Linked DNA regions of Mus musculus: region 2 is linked to region 1. The links are chromatin contacts, called in public promoter capture Hi-C maps. All regions are on one chromosome and are shown on one strand. The core of a region is the stretch at or near the end of the contact, and the rest is flanking DNA. Distances in the headings are between cores, read along the strand shown. Region 1 holds the start of Tmem140 (transmembrane protein 140). Region 2 holds the start of Trim24 (tripartite motif-containing 24).

The links. Promoter capture Hi-C pulls out the DNA fragments that hold promoters and counts their contacts.
Region 2: a contact with region 1 is called in a promoter capture Hi-C map of pre-B cells, with 5 times the contacts expected there. The contact joins the promoter of Trim24 here to the promoter of Tmem140 in region 1. A contact is called at or near these places in 2 of 39 promoter capture datasets (liver and pre-B cells) and 1 of 115 datasets of contacts at active chromatin or transcription factors (extraembryonic endoderm stem cells).

What each region holds. Positions count from the first base shown.
Region 1 is chr6:34,860,605-34,866,554 of GRCm38.p6, reverse strand. It overlaps Tmem140 (transmembrane protein 140), which reads right to left and starts at 3,409. Exons shown (of 2, transcript NM_197986.3): 1 at 3,215-3,409. It also overlaps a transcript of Agbl3 not described here.
Region 2 is chr6:37,866,994-37,872,943 of GRCm38.p6, reverse strand. It overlaps Trim24 (tripartite motif-containing 24), which reads right to left and starts at 2,133. Exons shown (of 19, transcript NM_145076.4): 1 at 1,470-2,133. The coding sequence starts at 1,833.

The DNA of each region.
Region 1 (5,950 bases), core at 2,160-4,659:
TCCTGGCATCTAGAATGCACTCAACAAACATTCCCTGGATGGCAGGCATGGTTGATTGGCTGTCAGTGGCAGCACATGTCACACATCACAGCACACACAACTTCTCATAAGTTCCTTCCTCTTTCTTTTTTTTTTTTTTTTTTCACTTGCTTCACTGTCCTCTGGTTGTTAAAAAAAATTACTCCCACAACACCTGGGTTCAAGTCCCTCTCCTGTCACTACAGTCTCTGGGTCTGCATGGGACTTTGGGAGACAGAGTTGGTATTTCTGTGGTTGAACCAGTTCTGGGCACATGCTAAGTGCACGTGTGTCCTGTGATCATGAGGCTGAGGCAGCGATTTATGGGGAGAAGAGTAAGGTGGAGGCTGAGGGTGGTCGTGTGAGCAGTGAGGGAAGGCAGAACAATAGGCTCTGACAGGCTGCAGGGAGAACAAGTTTGCCCATTTCCTTGTCAGAGAGGCCGCTGGCCTCCTGTAACTGTGTTTAAGATTAGTGTCTGTGGCTTAGGTGTGGCTCTCAGGGAATAGACAGGAAGGAGAATGGGAAATGTGTCGTGCTTCCTTTGGCAGAAACATGAGCCCATGTCCTAGTTTCTCAAGACAGGGCTAGGGCAGTGCTGTGGCCTGGGTGTGGTTAGTAGTGTAGGTGGCCTCTATGGAATGCTGGAATGTTTGCGTTCACCATCAGTCTGCTGTGTAAATAAAAACAGCTTGGCCAGCAGAGATAGGACTGTACCAGGGCACTGTGACAGAAAGCCAGAAGCATGGTCCAGGCTAAGGCGTGGACAGCAAGAGTTGAAGTAACTGTTTAAATGGCTCCTTTAATATTAACTTTGTATTTGTTCCAATGTTTTGCTGCTTATTGGCATTGGGTAACAGATAACCTAGCAAGGAACAAAGGTTACAGAAACTTTGAAGACAAAAAAGCACCCTTAAAGATGAGTCCCACCTCTGTCTCTCTGTATTGGTAGGTCTCCCAGCATGCTTAGAGGCAGCCGACTCCTGGGCTGAGGACCAGGCTTCCCAGGACCTGGTTCTGCTCTTGAGCTCTGCCGCTCTTCCCTGCAGTTCTGAGGAGGGAACTGTGCCATCCCCTTCCCAGGCTAGGATTTCATCTCCTGACCCCACTAATGATGCATTTGGGAGGTCCCTGAGCCAGGAGCCCTGGAGAATCAAAGACACGAGGAACAAACAACATTCCCCTGACCCCGACTTCCCCCGCAGATAAGCTTGTGCTCCACTTGGAAGACATACACTACATAGAGTTTTAAGAAGATAATTTTGAAAAGATTTAGGGAGGATCTAAACAAGGCTAAGTGAGGGGGAGAGAAACCAGCAGGAATAATGGTTCCATATCACAGGGCTGGGGAACAGCCATACACATACTGGAGATACTAGGTTTAAGGCCTAGTTTCCATTAGCTATAGCTAGCTGATGCTAAACTGGCTTGTTATTAACAAGCCAAAAAAAAAAAAAAAAAAAAAAAAAAGCTCTGAACTATTTTAGGACATTATGCCATATGCCAAAATAAATTTCACATGGATTCAAGAATGAACCAATATAAAATAAGATCTAGAAAAAAATAAACTCTGATTTATGAATAAGAAAGTACGTTCTGAACTTAAAAGCACATCAAAACTACAAGGAAAACTATAGATTTAGCTATTTTTTTAAAAAAATGGAAATTTCTGTGCACTAGTAAAAACAATACAGAATTAAAAGTCAATGAGCATGGAGAATATCTGCCAAAAATGTGAGATGATAATACACACAATGTATGGAATGTTCATGCAAACATCAAGAAAAACACTGCGCTGTGTGAAACGGGATTCGGTAATACAAACAATTCACAGAAGAATGAACCTAGCAAGAAAAAAAAGATCTGTGTTTTTCCAGTGCCTCCAAGGTACGCTGGGTAACCTTCTTCTCCCTAAAGACTGTAGCTAGCATCCTCAGTGACACTCCAGATGCCAAGACTGGCTTCCTAACATGGTGACTCTGACTCTAAGGTTTGTGTTTTTGGCCAAATGACCCACTTTTACCGCCTTACCCCTAGGCAGTATCATAGAAAGGATGGAGTACTACAATGTCAGGCATAACGGAGGTCAGTTGTGTGTTAGAATGGAGAAGCAGCTTTTAGGAGCCAATTCAAAAGCACAGGGGTGGTCAAGGCATCCCTAGACAGGTGCACAGGAGAGAGAGGAGGCCATGGGTGGTCAAGGCATCCCTAGACAGATGCACAGGAGAGGAGAGGCCACGGGTGGTCAAGGCATCCCCAGACAGGTGCACAGGAGAGAGGAGAGGTGGAGAAAATCAGTCCTGTGGTGTTTCCCAGTGAAGGCCACATTAAAATGTTCCCAGAATTACGTGCTGTTGGTGAAAAGTGAGATTATAGAGCAAGCCACCATAGCCTTAGTAATTCGATAATGTGGGGACTAAAATAGCAGCTTAGAAAACGGGATGTGTGAGGCCTTGCTCCAGGCGCTGACTCTCAGACCTGCGATTAGGAAGACCCAGAGAGGAGGAAATACTGAAAACACACTTCAGCTGTCTCTGAAAGATTTCCCCCCACCCCCCCGTTTTTTTTTTTTTTTCTTTTCTCTCCTATCCAACAACTTGATTTTACAGATTAAAGAAGTGTAATGGGAGTTATTAATCAGCCAGAAAAGATAAGAAAGGAAAGAAAAGAAAAGAAAAGAAAAGAAAAGGAAAGAAAATAAAAGAAAAAGAAAAAGAAAGACCTGTTTCAAGGGACAATCCCCCCTCCATGAGTTTCCTTTGGGGGCTGATATCAGGTCTTAAAATCTTTTATGTCCTATAATTCTCTTTTGGACAAGAACACAGATCTTTTCTTTGTGTTTTTCAAATCTTGGTATCAGTTTGGCTGTAGTGACATGTTTTTGTCTGCCTGCCTACTTCTGGAGAACAATGTGTCCCAAAGCCACAGGTATTAATGGTACAAGCTTCCTGAACACCAGGCTGCATGCAGCTACCTGTGTGTTTCTAACCATTTACAGAGTTTTTGAGGCAGAGATGCACACAGTGATGCTTACGAGCATGGGGGCAGGACAGAGGTGAAAGGTTATATCACTCTCTGGGGAGAGAGGAGGCCACCGACACCAAGCAAAGCGTCCCCCCTTGGTTTGTTGCTAGAATGTGGAGTCTGGGAACTTAAACACCTCTTATCCCTTGTGGAGTTGTGGGGGTGTACTTACAAAAACCAACGCTGGAGCCCAGGAACACTCATCAAAAGGTGACACAGGAAATCAGCGTCTGTCTGGGGAGTCGATCTTCTCCTGGGCTGCTTTCTAAAGTCAGGCTCCAGAAACCAGGGCAGAGGAGAGAAGCTGCAAGCAGACAGCTCAGAGCTCCTGGGCTCTGCCTGCACTCGCAGGCAGTCGCGTTCAAGTAAACAGCTCTGAACTTTGGTACATTTGTGCTGACTGATGTCACTCTCAGCTGATTTCACTTTCGTTTTTTAACTTGCCTGTGTCTTATGACTTTTCAGAAATGAAGAGTGTAAACAACTTGTTGCTCATGGGAGCACATGACCCACAACTGGCGCACCCTGCCTGAGCCAGGTGAGGGTCCCGATTTTACTGTGCGAAAGTTGATACCAGCTTCCAGACCTCCAGGGCATTGCAACTCTTAGAGAAACACGACCCAGAATCTTTCTAGGGAGGGACCTTAGTTCACATGGCCAAGCTTCCAGCCAGTGTAGCTCCTGGAACCTGGGTCCCCTCTTCTCATTCCTTTGGAAGGCACCTATGCCTTGGACTCTCCTTTCAAAACTCAACCGATGATCTTGACTGTGTCTCTAGATTGGAAACTTTGCCGTTAGCAAAGTTATATCTAACAGTTATAGAGCAACAGAAACACTGTGTTCCCATTTCAAAGTAAAAGAGAAAGAAAGCTTTTAGTCTTGAGATCGCAGGGAGGGGACTCTTGCCTCCCAGGCTCACATGATCTCTGCAGCTTCAGAACTGGGTGAGCTTGGCAAAGACAGTAGACAGCTCCCAATAGCGCTAAACCCTTGGCGGCTTTCTCTACTTTCTACATGACACCCTGTACCTAACTGGGTCTTGGTTCATCCCAGGGGTTCCCTTTGCCGCCATGCTAGGTTAGATTTCTTGTTTCTGGGTCCCAGGCTTTTCTCTTTTCTGCTGTATTCACTTTTGGTAGAATAAATTCCAGGTGATTTACTGAGAAATGAGGGACACCAAAGGTTTTTTGTTTTTGTTTTTGTTTTTTTTTTTAATTTGTCAAACTGATATCTTTATTCTATTCTTAAACTTGTTCAAAGTTGGATAGAGTATAGTGTTTTTCTTTAAACTTAATTTTCCCATGCAACCTGGAGGCCGAGTTCCATGTTGTCTGCCTTTCCCGTTGCTAGGAAGTTCAGAGCTGGTCTCCTTCCCACTGTTGTCCTTTCAGCCTTTTGCCTTTAAAAGAAAGTGCCATTTTAATGAGGTCTTGCAAAGAAAAAAAAAATGAAATATCAACCATTTTGCCATTTTCAACTGGAAGCCTAAGTCCTCCACTCCCACCCCACCCCCTCACCCCCTTTGAGACACCACTTTTGCCCCTGAACTTCCTCACACCCTACCAGACAAATTTACTCGGGGAGAGTCTCCGAGCCCTTTGCTCTGATGTCTGACTTCCTGAGACCCACTATCTGTGCTGTTCCTGTGGAGCTGCACTTAGGGACGCTGTTGCCTCTTTTGAATGACGTGGCTCTTCTTAGAGTACTGCTGGTACTCTAGACAGTAGTCTGATCTCTCAGCTTGATGATTCGCTCCCACGCGCATCTTCTACCTTATGAAGAAGCTGGGCAAAGGTGACTGGTTCCAGTATGTCCAGCCTGTAAGGTTGGGAAGAGTCTTTGTACTGTGGTTGGGCGGAGGAGCCAGCCGGTGACTCTAACCTCCTAGTTGTACGTGATTGGAGCACCTTGCCTCTGCAGCTTGGAGGGGGAGTGAAGGGAGAGAGGGAGTCACGGTGGCATGCCTCCTTGCCATTATTATGAGGACTTAGTACCTTTACTTGAGTGTGTTTTTGCTATGTTTGTTATGTGTGTGAGTGCTCACACACCACACAGACACTGTGGTTGTCAGAGGACAACTTGCAGTTGTTTCTCTCTTTCTGCGTGAGTTCTGGCGATTCACTTCACATAATGAGGCCTGGAGCAGGGCTCCTTTACATCCTCAGCTGCTCACTGGCCCTGAAATATGGAGCAGAATCTTAGCAGGGCTGATGTATTTGAAATGGATTCCAGAATGATGGTGCCTAGGCTTTGAAGTTGCCTTTTGTAAATAGTGGTTGTTCTCTGAGGTTTATGGGGTTGCTCTTCTAAAGGACTCTCAGAGCCTTCCCATAATTCAGACGTGCCTGGAAAACAGAGAAGTCTCATTTGGCTGAGAGTTGCTTAGGTAATGGCTCCTTCAGACAATTCCTAGATCAGATAAGGTTTTGGTATGTGGAAATTGACTAGCTAAAAGTACCTTTTGTGTAACAATAAAGAGCCCTGCCCATCCCCCCTAAAAAAAAAAGTTTGGAGTTTAGTCCTTGGCAATTAAAACAGCATATATCTGAGTGATGAATGAGTCAAAGAAGAAATACAGAAAGAATTTTTATTTATTTCAATCCTGGAGTTAAATGGAAATGTACCATGCAGAACCCCTGGGACACGTTATGAGTGATCCTAAGAGAGAAAAAAATTTACAGCTCTAAGAACCTACACTAAAAAATCAGAAAGACCACAAATCAATGGCTTAATGCATCTCAAGAATTGGGAAAAACAGGAACAAACCAAACTCAAATCCAGCAGATAGGAAAAAAAAATCAGAGCAGAAATGAAAGGAAAAAGAATAATATGTAAAGCAGTAAATGTAATAAGCTATATAATTGGACTTAAAGACAAAAACCATATGATCATCTCAATAGGTCTTACT
Region 2 (5,950 bases), core at 884-3,383, 3.0 Mb before region 1:
AGCCTGGTCTACAAAGCAAGCTTCAGGACAGCCAGAGCTGTTACACAGAGAAACCCTTATCTCAAAACAACAAAAACAACAAAAAACCAAACAAACAAAAAAAAAGCCCCTTGCTCTAAAGATATAAAGCTCTTAATCATAGTGCTGCCACCTTTCAATACACACTTCCTTATGTTGTGGTGGCCCCCAACCATAAAATTATCTTCTTCGGTACATCATAATGGTAATTTTGCTACCGTTATGAATCAAAATGTAAATATCTAGTATGCAAGATATCTGATATGCGACCCCTGTGAAAGGTTCATTCCACCCTCTCAAGGGGTCTGGACCCACAGGTTGAAAACCACTGGATTACATTTGCATTCTAGATACCCGATTGTAATCCAGCTGGCTGGAATACTTTCATTTAGCTATAGACTGAGTGGTGTACCTCTGGTGGGCTTCCTGCAACAATAGAGACCCATGGAAAATAGTTTCCTGTATTTAAAGACTGTTGTAAGAAAAAACTAAATGCATCTAATTCAACAATCCAAGCCAGCAATTGCATCCTGACCTAATAAATATAATTACTTAACAAATTAACTTAAAACAGTTATTCCCTTTAAAAGAGATGTTAAAAGTGTCTGGCTAGCAGGTGCAATGGCTCATGCCTGTTATCTTTACTCTGAAGAAGCTGAGGCAGGAAGATTGCTAGCTGTGGACAATTCTGGGCTGCTACATAAGCCAAACAAAACATACACACACACACACACACACACACAAAACCCAAGAAGCAAGAGAAAAAAGATTTCCCTTCCTCAGTTACTTCGCATTTTAAAGACGTCAATTTGCCCAAATATTTGCAATATTAAAAGTTAAAAACTTCAAGTGTTCTCCCAGAAATAATTACTGCACTTCAAATCACTTTCAACGATTTAAACCTGGTAACATAAGCAAAGGAAACTACCTGTCAAAAACTAATTACCCAATAACACCACAAAAGAGAAAGTAACTTCCAACTACGGCATACAAAACACTTTGGAAGTCTATTTACTTTCTATCGTTTATCGAATCGCTCGAAATAAAATCTCCGAAAGCAGCAGACAACAAAACAACTTATCCCGGTTCCTTTGTCCCCTACGGAGGGGACAGAGAGGGAACTCATTAAGGTAAAAAGCCCGGAACGCACAAGATTCGAAACAGACGGCAGCCAATCTGCAATCAATCATCAAAGAAAATCCCCATCACTTCATCTCCATCCCTTCCTCCCCCCTCCGGCTCGCATAACCCGGGTGTACACGAGCTGATCCAGATCATATGCACCCGGACAAAGCTTTGCGGAGGAGCAGAGAGCAGCTAACTCGCCACAACCGTCAGAGCTCTGCAAAAGTGAGGGACCGCCGAGTCGCTCAGCCGGCGCGGGCCCATTTCACCCCCTCCCCAGCCGCGTGACAGCGGGTCGCGCCCGCCACCTCGCGGGCCCCTCTCACCTTGGGTGGCGAATGGCGAAGGACCACCGGCCGGGGAGCCCGGGGCGGGGGCGGGGGCGGGAGCGGGTGGAGGGGTCTCTGCCGAGCCCAGCGCGGGCGCCGTCAGCATGAGATAGCGCTGCGGCGCGGGCAAACAGCGCTGGCAGAACGAGTGCAGGCAGGGCAGCAGCTTGGGCACCCGGCTCTGGATGTTCTGGTGGCACACGGCGCAAGTGTCCAACAGGTTGAGCCGGGACGCCTCGCCGCCGCTCTCCGAGTCCGGGCCCTGCCGGCTCTCGGCCTCATTCTCCCCGCTCGGCGCCGCCGCTGCGGGGCCTCCGGCCGGAGCCGCTGCCGCCGCCGCCTTCTCCACAGCCACCTCCATTGTCCTGCGGCCGCCGCCGGGGAAGCGGGAGCGCGCTCACCGCCCGCCGCCCCCGACGACCTCCGCAGCCGCCGCCGCCTCCCGCTTCTCCGAGGCCGAACGGACTCGCGGAGGGAGCACAGGGAGGAAGCCACCTCCCGAGTGGCGCGGCCGGAAGACGCGGAGCTGTCAACGGGGACCGGTTCCCGCACCGCGACGCCGCCGCGCGGGCCGATAGGCAAACCGCCACCGAGACGCTCGATTCCGCCCAGCGCGCCCGCCCGTGCCTAGCAGCCTTTCTCTCGGGCCCCTTGGACCACCGCGGGCCCCGCCCCCACCTCCCTCTCCCAGCAACCGCGGCGACTGCGAGCCGAGCGCCATCCAATGACCGCCGCGCCTGCCCAGGGGGCGGGGTCTGCAGAAGCCCGCGAGGCTCGGACGGCCCCCGCGGGAGGTTGGGAGTGGGCGGGGCTAGCCCCGCCGGACGCGAGGACCGCGGCCGCTGATTGGCTCGCTGTGTGTGTGTCTCTCTTCTGTAGATTGTAAAGGAATCATTTGTTAAGGAGCCAGAGCAGGCATCGGGTTCCGCCCGCCGCTATGGCCCCGCCCAAGGGGCGGGGGCTCTGCCCAGTCTACCCAGCCTGATTAATTAAGAAACTGCTTGGAAAACTGCTTTTACTACTGGAGACTTAAATGGGTAAAGGAGTAAGATCGTGGGAGGGCCACGGGAGGATGAAGAAGTAAGTTACGTGCAAACGAGAAGAGACCCAAAACCGGGTTGTATGAGCCCACATTGTGTGAAAGGGGGAGTGTGCAGGCAGCTTTACTCTTTTTGTGGCCTGAATTTATCTCTGTGATGAATTAATGAGAATGATGTAAAGGGGGAGAAATTACAAATTTGTCGGAACTTTAAAAGACCTCAATGGAAAAGGGTGAAATTAATTTTGCTTCTTAAATGAATAAAAGCAGTTAATTTTTTTGAGGACTAAATAAATGATCTGCAAGTGTCCATAGTACCTGAATATTAAACTCTTAAAAAAAAAAAAAAGGCAGACGTGGTAGCACACACCTATACTAATACTCCAGAGGCAAAGGCAGGAAAATCACTACAAATTCAAAGTTATTCTAGGTTTTAGTCAGTGTAAAAGCCTGTCTCAAAAGGGGGGGGGGGGACCTCAATTCTGGTTTTAGAGTTTCAGTATTATATTTCATGTCTTCCTTCTCCCGTGCTTGTTACCGGAAATTCTGGGGAGTCCCATGGGAAGTGCCACCTGTTACTAGGGAAATCAGAGTCCCCTCTTGAGGTTCTTAGTCTCATTAATAAAAGAATTTAAGAAGAGCCTCAAAAGAAGCTGGAGGAAATTTTATTAGAGTTTAAAAGAAAAGAAAGAAAAAAACCAATGCAGGCAAGCTGTAAATCTCAGCAGCTGCCCAGAGGAAGATGGAGAAGTGGAAGAGATGCCATGCCATTTGTGTTAAACAGCCACATGGTTACAGCAGCCACATGGAGGGGAGCTTTAGAGAAAGAGTAAGGAAGCCGAAACTATCAGAGACTGTGTATTAGGCTAACACCCAAAAGAAAAGAGAAGACAAAGAGAAGGTTGGGAGTTTCTGAGACAGAATAGACAGAAATCCTGGAGAATCTCGTGGGGAATCTGGAACTACTGCACTATGGGCCAGGAATTTGGGGGAAGAACACTGTTTATTAAAGAGATTATTCCTCTGTGTCTTTAGCGTGGCTGAAGGTGAACCTGCCTTTCTAAGGGATGGTCCCTTATCCAGGTGATGGGCAGACTCAGCTGGATTAAGGTTTACAGAAGGAGACAATGGCGTGACTCTACCTCAAAGGTAGATTTCATTGGGTTATGATTAGTAGGCAACATTTTTCCTTTAATGGACCTTTAATAAGAATAATAAAAATTACATTTTCAGCCAAAAGCTGCGTAAAAAGCCAAGCTCAGTGGCACATACCTTTAATTCCAGCCTTTGAGAGGCAGAGGCAGGCAGATCTCTGAATTCCAGGCCAGCCTGCTCTACAGAGCCAGGACAGCCAGAGCTACACAGAGAAACACTCTCTAAACAACAAAAAGCTGGGTAAAACCTCATAGAGGTTGAAGAATACTGTGAGAGGAGACAAGCTTTTGAATACACATGAATAAAGTCCATGTGCTCTGTAATTCCCAAAGACTTGAGGAGAAAGACCAGGAACCTGAATAATCCATCGTGGCCACATTTATTAAAGCAACCAAGCAAGCAATTAAAGCAAAAAGTTAAAAACCTATGTACATAGTCTGCCTCCCCCTAAGGTGGGGTTCAAGAGATCATCAGCCTTGAACATGAGAAAGACAAGGTTTTTATAGGTCAGAGGTAGGTTTCCAAATGGAGGAAAGTAAGTGGGGTTGTTACAGTAGCAGAATTTAACAAGGTATTCATAACAACTTTATGAAACAAAGGTAAGGCTAATAGGTTTCCAGTATCAGTTTCTGCTACTTAGTGATCTTCAATGGCTGATAATTTTGTACAGACCACCCTCCCAGCCTATAGCTAGTCTTTGCTACTTTGTGGGTTCTTTCTCCTAACCTTTCCCTCTTCCCAATTTTCACCCCCTTAACACTAGGTAGGAGAGAAACAAGGATAGAGGGGAGAGAGGAATTAGGAAAATCCCTGAAACTAATTCCTTTCCTTTTGTTTCTTCTTTGACCATGGCTACTAACAAACAGCAGCCAACTTCACTAAATGACCAACAACCATCAACTCCACCTTGCAGGGGCCCTAAAGTTTATGTATCCTCTGAAAAGTTCTCAGAATTCCAAACATCACACAATCACAGAAATTATCTGCAGTTGCCAAAACCAAGTCATGGTCAACTGCAGCACCACATCCTACAGCTGGGATTCGAACAAAGGCACATGCTTGTACATTTCTGTGTTTTTTAAAAAGAAACCAAAATTTCAGAATTCTTACTACACCTGCATTTGTAACATATTTTGTGTATTTGAGGATTCTATCTTGGACCAAAATTATTGTATGCACACACACACACACACACACACACAAACACATAACACACACACACAGAGGCATCTTGGGGTTTGGAGAGATGGTTCAGCAGCTGAGTGTTTGCAGCTCTTTCAGAGGACCCAAGTTCAGTTTCTAGCACACATATAAAGGCTCATAGCCGCCTATAACTCCAGAGCCAAGGGATCCACCTCCCTCTTCTGGCCTTCCCATGCTCATGCATGCATACATGCACATACACACATACACAATTAAAAAAGAAAAGTATAATCTAAAAGAACATTTATTAACATTCCCCAACAATATAGCATGACAACCATGTAGTATCTACATGTTTGACCCAGCACCTTGCCTGCTATGCTTTTGGAATAAACTTATAACTTAATCTACAAATATTAGACACAAAGAGAGAGACTGGGTCCATTGTGAGTTTTGAAACCTCAAAGCCCATCCCTGATGGCATACCTTCTAATTCTTCCTAAACAGTCTACCAACTGGGAAAACAAGCATTCAATATATGAGCATTTGGGGGCTATTCATTCAAATTACATAGAGTGTATGTTATATGCACTATCTGTGTTTCTGGCGCCTGAGGTTGTCAGATACCCTAGAACTGGATTTAGGGATGGTTTTGAACCTATAAGTTCAAAATTGCTTTTGACTGCTGAGTGGTCTCTCCAGTCTTTTAATACAATTTGCTCTTGATAGAGGATGTACAATTTGCTTTTTGGTACAGTGCTTGCCCATCCCAGGATGCTGGCATATACACACCCATGATCCTAAGACTTCAGAGTTGGGCGACAGGAGGGTCAGAAGTCCAAGGCCAGACTCCTCCAATAATCATTTTCAAGGAAAATTAACTTCCGTATTTTTAGCCTTCTATTCTGGCTTGAAAATAACATCTCCTTCACAGCCTCATGTATTGAAGTCTTGGTCCCCAGCTGGTGATACTATTTTGGGAGGTGGTAGAAATTTTAGGATGTAGGACCTAGTTGAAGGAAGTAGGTCATTGAGAGCATGCCCTGAAAAGATAAATCCTGTCACCAGCTCCTTCCTCTGTCTTTCTCTGTTTCCTGTTTCTCGCAGAGGGTGCAGTTTTGTTCACTAGACCTCATAGCAG